2 separate regions of the Sus scrofa genome follow, and region 1 is linked to region 2. A link is a contact called in public HiChIP or PLAC-seq data. All regions are on one chromosome and are shown on one strand. Each heading gives the region's core, a stretch centred on a gene start, on an enhancer-like site or on the middle of the called end of the contact. The rest is flanking DNA. Distances are from core to core; before and after follow the strand shown.

Region 1 (4,912 bases), core at 1,964-4,463, 1.0 Mb before region 2:
AAAGATTGTATTTTATCACAGGGCCAATTTTTAAAATACACAGAAATAACCTTTCTTCACAGAGGTCTGCTAAAGAGACCTGCAAGTCTTGAGAAGGATTGAAAGATAATTATAACCATCAAAATGAGATAAAAAGTTAAAAAGGGTGTGCCTGAGTATCTCCTAGACCAGAACCCTACTCTGCCATGTGACACCCAGATTAGGGATGTACACTCTGGTACATCCAGTCCCAGTGCCTCTGAACAGCATTTACACTCTGGTCTTCTTTAGGAATGCACCTCAACTCCAGAACTATTTCCAATGCTTCACAAACTGCTCAAACACTCCTTGATACATAGTGGCTTATGTGAAGCTCTATAGGATAAAAAATAAAATCATAAAATACCAGAGCAGGAATGTTTCTCAGGAATTATTTAGTCCAACTTCCTTTTTCTTTCTGAACATACTGAAACACATGATTAAGGTAGCTTGCCCACAAGCACAGAGCTACTGGGAGAAATTAAAATTTTATTTTCATTACTACTTTCCATTCTTATAATATGATCACTACTGAGGTAACAGCTATCATCACATGTTTTGGCATCATTTAGATGTAAACTTGTGCAACACACACAAGGTTTAAAAAACAACAAGCACAACTATAAACAGGTCACCTTAACGTGACTTAGGAGAAAAAAAACACATCCAAGATCACAACATGTCCCACCAAGTTCAAAATGTCTCATGGTGCAATCCCAAGAATCAGTTTGCATCATTAACAACTGTTCCAAAATAAAATTCTATCTGACGATTTCTTCTTTGTTACTTAGATATAAACGGTTTGGAGTCCATAGGTTATTAAGCGATGTAACTGCAATCTTGTCCTAAACACCAAGGACTGTCTCCACTGTAATTTTAGCCCTTTCTAGGTAAAGAAACATACCTAATAAACCAAAAATAATAAATTTCAGGTGCAAATTTGCCAAGCAAGCTTAGTAACAATAAAAATGCCAGAAAACAGCATTCAGCTATGCCTGAGTAGATTCTCAATTAATAAATCTAAATCAGATTCCTGTTCACACACTGGTATGTTTATATACTGTGCATCTCAAAGGAGTTGTTTGGGTCCTCCCAAATAGTTATTCTCTGGAAAATCTAATCCAAATGATTAAAATGAGGAATTACTGGAACTGATAAAGTAACTATATTTTTATTGTGTCCAAGTAACACAAACCTAGGAGGCTCACTTGAAAAATCATGTGAATTTTAATCATTTATAAAATAGTCTTCTGTTCTGACAAAAGTGGTTCCTCTCCCTGTTGCATTTATTTTTCCCCAAGTCTCCTATGGATCCTAACACCACAAACTTTACACTCTAAACAAGAAAACTGCTAACCCTGACACTTCATGGCTACTCTCGGAAAAGGGCAAAGTAAGTGTTTCAGTTTTGTTTTATAATTAAAAGGGTAATTATTCCCAATATCACTGCCAGGTGAAGAGGAGAAATTTGTCAGAGGCTTCCTAATAACTGGCAGATAAGAATCATCCTTCTCTACAAGTCTGTAGAGAAGACTTGTATTACAAAACCCTGAGTCATCATCAGTTCACTCAGCAGATTTGGGTAAACACTGGTTAAGTGACTTATGCCTTGTGTGTTCACCCACTCAGCCATAAGCACGAACATACAATGCTACAGACTTTATGTATAGTTAATGAAACAAGATATAGCAACAATTTTTTTTAAAAAAAGTTCTTCTGGAAAAAAAAAAAGTTCTTCTGACACAGTGAAGACACATCTAGCAAATTAAGCCTCTAACCTTCCTCCAACTGTATTTTACTCGGTTTCCTCTAAATTTCAGTGGCAATATAGTTTGCAGCCAGTTTATGCAACAACAAAAAGTATCAAAAGAAGAACAGAACTGAAACGGATTTAGGTAATCTATAAGCAACTCAAAAATTAACATAAGCCCGATACCAATAACGCCCGGGACAGCCTGACAGCTCTCTTCTCTATTTTCCTTAGTACCGCTCATTTCCAAAGGAAATGTCACAACAGGAGCAACATACTCTTTCCCGAGGTTCTAAGACTCAACATTCTCAACATTAACGTATAGTACACAGCTCAAGAATGCGCTGACGGCTGATTTAAACCAATCCTTTCAATGAAATCCACGAAGGCTGAGAAGGCCCAATAAAGCAGAACCGTAAGTTCCCTACGGCCTTTTTCTCATTCAGAAAGTTAGTAGACACGAAATAAAGGACAGGAAGAGGCAGGGACCATGGGGGAAGAAAGAATCGAAGGCAACACCAGAAAAAGTCGAATTGCTCACCCAAAGACCAATCTTCTCCACTCGCCCCGAAGTGGGCAAAGGTCCAAGAAGGACCCTTGGGGGACCGCTCACCTCTTTCCCCTGGGAGCCCAAAGCCCTCTCGCTCCCTGAGGCCCCGAATGTTGGAAGACAACAACACGAAATCTTGGGGAAAAGCAGCTGCGGAGGACGTAATGGGCTGGTGAGGACCAGGGAGATCCCACAGGAAAGTGTTAGGGAACCTTGAGTGCTACCCAGGCTTCGGTCGCGGCCCTGGGACTACAGCACAGAGACGATCCGCCCTAACCGGACAGAGATGAGAGTGCAGGGGTCCGGTGCCCACAAAGAGCCGTCCCCCCGCCTCCCGCGGACGCCCTCAAACCAAGCCTTCGCCTCTAGTCCGTTCCGCAGGCCCTGGAACACTTACGTGGAGAGTTTCCTAGTCCAGAAGAGGCCCCCGGGCCACAGCTCTTGGAGCTGCACCGCCCGGCCCAGGTTGCTTTTGATCTGGGCCAGCTGCAAGTCGGATTCGGCGTCCAGCTGCTCGGCGTAGGGCAGCAGCTTGTTGTAGACGATCTCCTTTTGCGGGACGAAGCCCCGCGGGTTCGGACTTGGACGCCCGCCCGGTTCCGAGGGATCCCCGCCGCCTGCCCGTTCGGCCGGCTCCATGAGCCCAGGGACAACCCCCCAACCCCCTCCCACCCTAACCCTCCCCGGCCCCCACCCCTCTCCGGGCTCCGCCTCCTCCGCGTCGTCGTCGCCCTGCGGCCGCCGGCGGCCCGTAACCCTCTGCCCTATTGCTGGGCCCCCTCCCCTGGCCGGCGCGCTGCTGACCCCCGCGCGGTGCCCGGTTCGTTGGCGGCGGCAGCGGCCGCTCAGCCCGCTCCGCACCGGCTCGGCTGGTGACGCTGCAGCCGCCGGGCCCGGAGGTTCCGGACCGGCCTCAAGTCACTTCCGGGGCGGGGCGGGGTGGGGAGGGGCGACGGCGTCGGAGGAGGAGGCGGCCGCAGAGGCAGCCCAGCGGGCAGCGCCTTCCTCCCTGTGGGCCGGGCTCCGAGCCCCCACCCCTGGGCCTCAGCGGCCCAGCGCGAGGCTGTCCCGCCGGAAATCGAGTCCGAATTCCAAGTTATTGTCCTTCCTCGCCTAGGGTCTCGCACTGCTTGCGGCTGCCCTCAGGAACCGCTAGTCGCCGTGGCCTCCGATGAGACAGTCGACGTAGTGCCCCATGCCGAGTTTATGGAAAAACCTAGGTACTCTATCCGTCCCACTTGCTGCTTATCGATTTTTTAGTGACCCCTTTAAGCCCTTGTCTTTCTGGCATTCTTTTGGCCGCCCTCATTCCAAAGAAAAGAGTTCAACATTCAGCAAATATTAATTGAACTACTACTGTGTGTCAGACACTTATTTTAGGCCCTAGAGTTGGAAAGTTTTAGAGCACCTGGTTTCTGCGCTCCAGGGGCTTTACATCGCGTGGATCTCTTGATTAGAGAATATGCAATTACAAGACAATACTGCTAGATAAGTACAGAATGTCTTGGGAACACCTAAAGATGACTTCACACTGTATTTCTGGGAAACTTAAGATGGTTTCCTAGAAATTACATGTAGCGTTGAGCTTAAGGGTTAAGTGCCGAACCGATTAGAAAAAGAAGAGAGAGGAACATACATATATTTCAGCTGAGGGAGCAGCATAGGCTGCAAGCCTGCATTCCAGGAATTCAAAGTTCAGAATGACTGCAGGCGGTTAGTAGAGAGGGGAGTAAATTACTGAGACTGAGAAGGACATGCTAGGGAGTTTTTAGAGCTTTATCCTTTTTTAAAAATTTTTATTTATTTATTTATTTTTTTGGTCTTATTTAGAGCAGCTGCGGTGCCATATGGAAGTTCCCAGGCTAGGGGTGGAATCTAAGCTGCAGCTGCCAGCCTATGCTACAGCCACAGCAATGCAGGATCTGAGCCAAGTCTGCAACCTACACCACAGCTCACGGCAATGCCAGATCCCCGACCCCAACCAGGGATAGAACCTGCGTCCTCATGGGTACTAGTCAGATTTGTTTCTGCTAGGCCATGACAGGAACTCCTAGAGCTTTATCTTAAAGGCAACAAGAAGCTGAAAATTGATAAGCATAGAAGAGGCATTATATAATTTATGTTTTTGAAGAATCACTCTGGGTTTGTGTGGAGAATGGATTAGAACAGATAAAATTGGAAGCTGGTGGACCCTTTAAGGAGATGTGACTTAATGGTGGCGCTCATGTCCGTTGAAATGCCTGCGCTTGGTAGTTGACTGGACATGAAGAGTAAAACAGAGGGAATGAGTCAAGACAATGTCAGATTTCTGGCTTAGGAAACAGTATATGGTGAAGCCCTTGAATTAAGAGAACACAGCAGAAACAGCTATGGAAGCAGAATGCCTGAAGGATGGAAAAATATTTTGGTGTATGGATCAGGAGGGTCATCTGAAATGGGATATGGATTAGCATATAGGTAGAATGGAGGGAATGAGATATAGAGTATTGCTAAAAGATAAACAGGCGGGAGTGCCCATTATGGCTCATTGATAATGAATCTGACTAGTATCCATGAGGACTCAGTTTCAATCCCTGACCCCAGTCAGTGGGTTA
Region 2 (5,146 bases), core at 2,061-4,560:
TCCAAAACAGAACTTGGCATTATTACTACCTACCTTAGCTCTATTTCGACTAATAATAAAGTACTAGCATTGCCAAGGTTTCACTCTGACTGAAATTTCATGTTGTCCTTTGAGTCCCTCCCTCACCCTAGCCCCACAAATCTATGTCAAATGTCAAGTACTCCTCTCTTAAATTCTCAAATCTGTCATTTCCTTTTCAGGCCAAGTTCAGGCACTATTTGCTTTTAAACCTGGGCACAAATACGGCCATCCTATTCTCCTTCTAAGTGCCTCTGCAATTTATCTTACACAACACCCTAAAACAGTCTTTTAAATCTCCTATCATTTTATCACTCCGTACTTTAATGGAAGAGCCTATTTCCAAAGGCTCTTTATTTCCTTTATAATAAAATCCAAAACCCAATGACTTCTGCAATCTGGTTCAGGGTATCTTTTTAAAAACCAGAAAACATCAAAACGGGAGCTTCAGAAATCACGCAAAAGAGGAAACTGAAGACCAAAAAGGGTAAGTCTCTTACTCAGACCAAAATCAAATTAAACTAGAAAAAAGAAACTTAAACACTTAAATTTGCCTGATTATAACATGAATTACAACAGGGTGCTGAATACAGTGCCACATTCTTCCCCTGTAAATTCTGATTTGGTAGATCTGAAGAGGATCACAGCAATCCATATTTTTAAAAAGCACTAGGTGAGTCTCATCTTCAAAGAAGTTTGATGAAACCTAACCTAGATCTTGCAAATCTTCTATACTCTTAGATCATATCAACTTATCTTTCAACTACTATCCTATAAAGATTCTTTTCTACCCAAAAAGCTGTATTCACTGTCTCAAAAATACCTTGTTTAGTGGTTACATCATTCTCCCCCGACCCAAATGCCTAAACCTATCATTCCTTTCTATTTTAAGTGCTTCAAAAATCTTTTGACCTGTCTTAATCAATGCTTCCCATATAACCCAAAAAATCAAGTATGACATAGATTTAATTTGTTTTTAATATCCTGCTAACAACAACAGGAAATTCAAGAAGAAAAATATGTAAAAGAATATCAATTATTAATGTTGGTCTTAGCCTGAAAGATAAATGCTTTAAATACTAGCCATTCGGCCAAAAACAACCCAATGTTTAAAAAACACTGAAATCAGAGTATCTCTCACTTCTTTTATACCTTCATATGCTACCATCATCAGATGACTGAATGTGTTTCTACCATGGCACTTAGAGGGTAGAGGGGTGGTAAAGAAAGCAGCAGGGAAAAAAAAAATGGCCTTAAGTTTTTTTGTTTTGTTTTTTAATATACCTAGAGAGCTTAGATTAGATACTTTCCTCTATTGTTACACTTTTCATAAAACGAGAAAAAACTCATTCCATGGCAGCTTCAGCTTCTCACTGATTTCCATTTATGCTGTAATCTATAATCTACAACATTAAAATTAGCTGCTGATAAAGAGAATACTAAAATAAACCTTAACCAATGAATCAGAAAGAGTCTTTCCAAGCAAAAAAAGCCAAAGACAAGCATTAAAAAAAAAAAAAAAAAAATCAAGCCACTTCACTTACAAAGTGAGCCTCCCCAGAGATATTTAAGAGTAAATTTGATTTTATATTTAGTATCTAAAAATAATCAAAATAAATCTTTGGTATAATATGCACTATACTGGATCTTAATTTCTCCAGTCTCAAAATATCCTTAAATTAGTTGAGTACATAAAGAATTTAAGATGTTATTAAATGGACTAAGGTTCAAATTACAAATACAGAGCCTAAAAAGTTGCAGAATAGGCCCAGATGTGACTTTTCGCCTATTTTTTAAAGCCTATATTCCCTGTATTGTTAGCACTACTATCATTTTTACTAATCAAAAACTAGTGTAGCAATTCACCTTTCACTTTGTAATGCTAATGGTCAGAAAGATGAAGAAATAAAAATCCTTCTCTTCATTAAATTCACACATAAAAAACCATAGAGATAAAAATCCAAAGACGTATTATTTTCTGTTCTTTAAATTGTAACTATAAAAGCTTTCCAATGTCTCAATATGAACAAGATTAAGCTCATGTTTTCCCCACAATACTTTATTGAACAAATTTTTAAAAGAATACTGTAAAGGTTACTGTAATTAGCTCCACAGATTGCTTTTAGAAACATTATCACCAACCCTGCTAAAATTCTGCTATAGAAATAAATAATGTTTTAAATTATAAAACTTGAACATGGCCAAAAAAAAAAAAACTGCTTGTGTGGAATGTCTAGTTGGACTACTTAAAAATAGCTCTAATAATTTTTAAGACAATTTATTGTAACGCCAGGTATACAGTCTACTACCTTCCCTTTTTCTTAAAATGGCACATTTAACCACTGACATAATAAAATATTTTTTAAATATTCATTACACTTATGCGCTTAAATTCTTACACAATCCCGATCCACTGAGACTTGAAAGGATCTGGGCTTTCAAGGGGGAGGAAAAGGGATCAAGATCACTGATTGGTTATTACAAGGACAAGGGTTAGTGACTTAAATATAGACACACATTTAAAACTACCATGTATACATTTTAACCATTTTAAGATATACAAAATTATAATCTAATTAAAAGGCCACTGGTAGTAACTTCAAAGATTTAATAATAAGATTTCCAAAGAAGAAAACGAGCTTATTGTAAATGCAAGATCTTGCTACCTACAGACCTTTGGATAGAATTTCAACCATTCCGAGAGTCAGCTTTTTAAAAAAATAGTCACAGAAAATATGTCATTATGAAATACAAAGATGGAAATGTAGATTCATCACACCAAAGTGACCAACAAATGAAATATGTTAAAACTAAACAGTTTACAATGTGCAATATTAAAGAATAGAACCTAATCAAAGATCGGAATGCAGAGACTAAATCAAATGCCAGTGAAACAGAACAGCATGACATTTTCTCATACATAACCAAATGCAAAAACATTTGAAATAGCTCTTTTAACTCTTTACTCTTAAACCTTCCACAGGCTTCATTTGCAATCCAAAATATATCTAAATGGCAAAGCTTATTCATAGAAATATTTTGTTGGTTACATAAAAAAAACTGAATAAAGGTTAAAAAGCAGATATACCCTTGTCCTTCCAATTTTTCTTCTGACCGTCCATCTCTTGTCACGATCTGCCCTCCAGATGCAATTATCAATTATGCATACCAACAGAAAAGCTGTAACTGCAAAAATCTACCCCCTGAGACATGAAATATGTTTCCTCAACCGAAGTCTGCAGTCTCCTCTGCTGCACAACTGCAGTCACCTGACGCCTTCTGGGTGTGGAGCAGTCTGACGCAGTGCAATCTGTAACTAGGCTACTAATACTCAGGCACTACCGCCTTCTATCTGTTTATTGTTCTAGTCTTTTGCTTGTTGCTCAGACCAAACAAAGCTACTTTTGCAGGGGGAGGGGCAAGCTACCAAAAGAAAGAAAAGGGGGTTGTTCTGGCAGAGTTAAGCATTGTATATACTTGAAATACACTTCAAGCCATGTGCAGTTTTTTTTTTGTTTTTTTTTTTTGACAGGGGAATTTACTGATGGTTTTCAGCTTCATTTAAAACTTTAAAATCAATAGTTACCTGATAAGATAAAAATGGACTGATCCAAAGAAGGGTAATAACTTAAATTTCAAGTCTGGTAAATGCTGAGTCTCTTACTTGCTTCTAAATAATCAGCATTTTGCACCCTTATAAGGAAGGGCATGACAGGAGAATCATGAAGTCAAATTATTAATATTTATTGAATATATGTTAAATTTCAATAGAAAAAAATTATATTCAATTTTAGCAGTTGAATACATATTTCTAACGTAATATTATTTTTTTCTTCTGTTACAACTATGGAAATCCAGAGACTTGCAAATATATACTTATTCTTATCACCTGCTCCAACTCAATCTTTCAATAAATATCTATTAGACACCACTGCAGGTACTATTAATAGACTTGGCTTGAGGAGAAATATTCATGTGCTAATTATATCATTTGCTTTGGGAAAAGGATATAATAACAAGCTAAAATTTTACTGATAAATACAAAGACAAATCCATAAAGAATTCCTGAAATTTTTGTTCAAATTTATGAAACTGGCATTCATTCCAGTGCAAAATATTAAGTCTTTACTAATGTTTCACAACTGGTTTAACTGATGGTTTACTGGTTTAATCATTAATCATTAAGCAGAAACATATAATGACAAATCAGCGAAAATATCTTCAAATGTGCGATATATTGAAGTATCATAAGATATGCAGCCTAAGGACGAAAGTACATACTTCGTAAGACTATACAGGTACACTTGAAATAGGTATAGTATTTTTTGGAACTTCCCATAAAACTGTGTAGGCTGCAAAACTCTGCAAAATCCTTCATATCAGAAGCAGCCTGAATATCAAGGGACTCAGTTCTTTGCCTCTATGCCTAAATGCAAACATAAATAAAGCGGAGCAATTTTTAAAGAGCGTCTAGTATTCTCAGTTCAAAAGTTAATATTTAACTTTATTCACTGAACCCCTGCAAAATGTGGTATTTGAGAACACTGTCACCAACTCATATCATGGCTGAGAATGTCTGGCCTCTCCATGCAACAGTTAGAAATCCCAAACTAGGCAGTAAATACATAATATTTCCAAAACAGTATTTCCTAATAATGAATCCCTTAAGGCTGAAGGCCAATAAATACTTTAGCATTAGAATAACACACTCAAAAACAGCACCCAAACACTGTTTTCAAATCAGAGATTACTACACTAATAAAAGGGGGGTGGGAGGAGATTTCTTGAAGCAAAGGTATTACCATTCATGTTATTCACATTTTCTGGTACTGGACTAGGTTCAATAATTTTTAAAAATCATCTGAGCGAATAAGAATGTGTAAATTCATTTACCTAAACACTAAATATACTTAATAGCTCCCCTGGCAGATTAAAAAGTCAAACTAGGAGCCCTGAAATTTAATCTTATATATAGCAATATCTAATTTTTTTAATTTTTATCATCTTGGGAATTCAGGCTATTATATTAAGTTACAGGGAAAATTAGCTAAGATAAATCAATTGACATTTTGCCCATTTCTTTCCTAGAAAGTTTTAAAACTAAAGTTGTTTTAAGCTTGGTAATCTA

Evidence for each region. HiChIP or PLAC-seq counts read pairs in DNA pulled down with a chosen protein or histone mark.
Region 1: an H3K27ac HiChIP or PLAC-seq map of alveolar macrophages shows a contact between it and region 2. The contact joins the promoter of PSME4 here to the promoter of RTN4 in region 2. A contact is called at or near these places in 1 of 5 promoter capture datasets (fetal skeletal muscle) and 2 of 2 datasets of contacts at active chromatin or transcription factors (alveolar macrophages and skeletal muscle).

The regions. Positions count from the first base shown.
Region 1 is chr3:87,229,811-87,234,722 of Sscrofa11.1, reverse strand. It overlaps PSME4 (proteasome activator complex subunit 4), which reads right to left and starts at 3,213. Exons shown (of 47, transcript XM_003125150.6): 1 at 2,716-3,213. The coding sequence starts at 2,957. It overlaps ACYP2 (acylphosphatase-2), which reads left to right and starts at 3,347. Exons shown (of 5, transcript XM_021088229.1): 1 at 3,347-3,538.
Region 2 is chr3:86,213,999-86,219,144 of Sscrofa11.1, reverse strand. RTN4 (reticulon 4) reads right to left here and starts at 3,310. Exons shown (of 7, transcript NM_001129963.1): 1 at 3,107-3,310. The coding sequence starts at 3,140.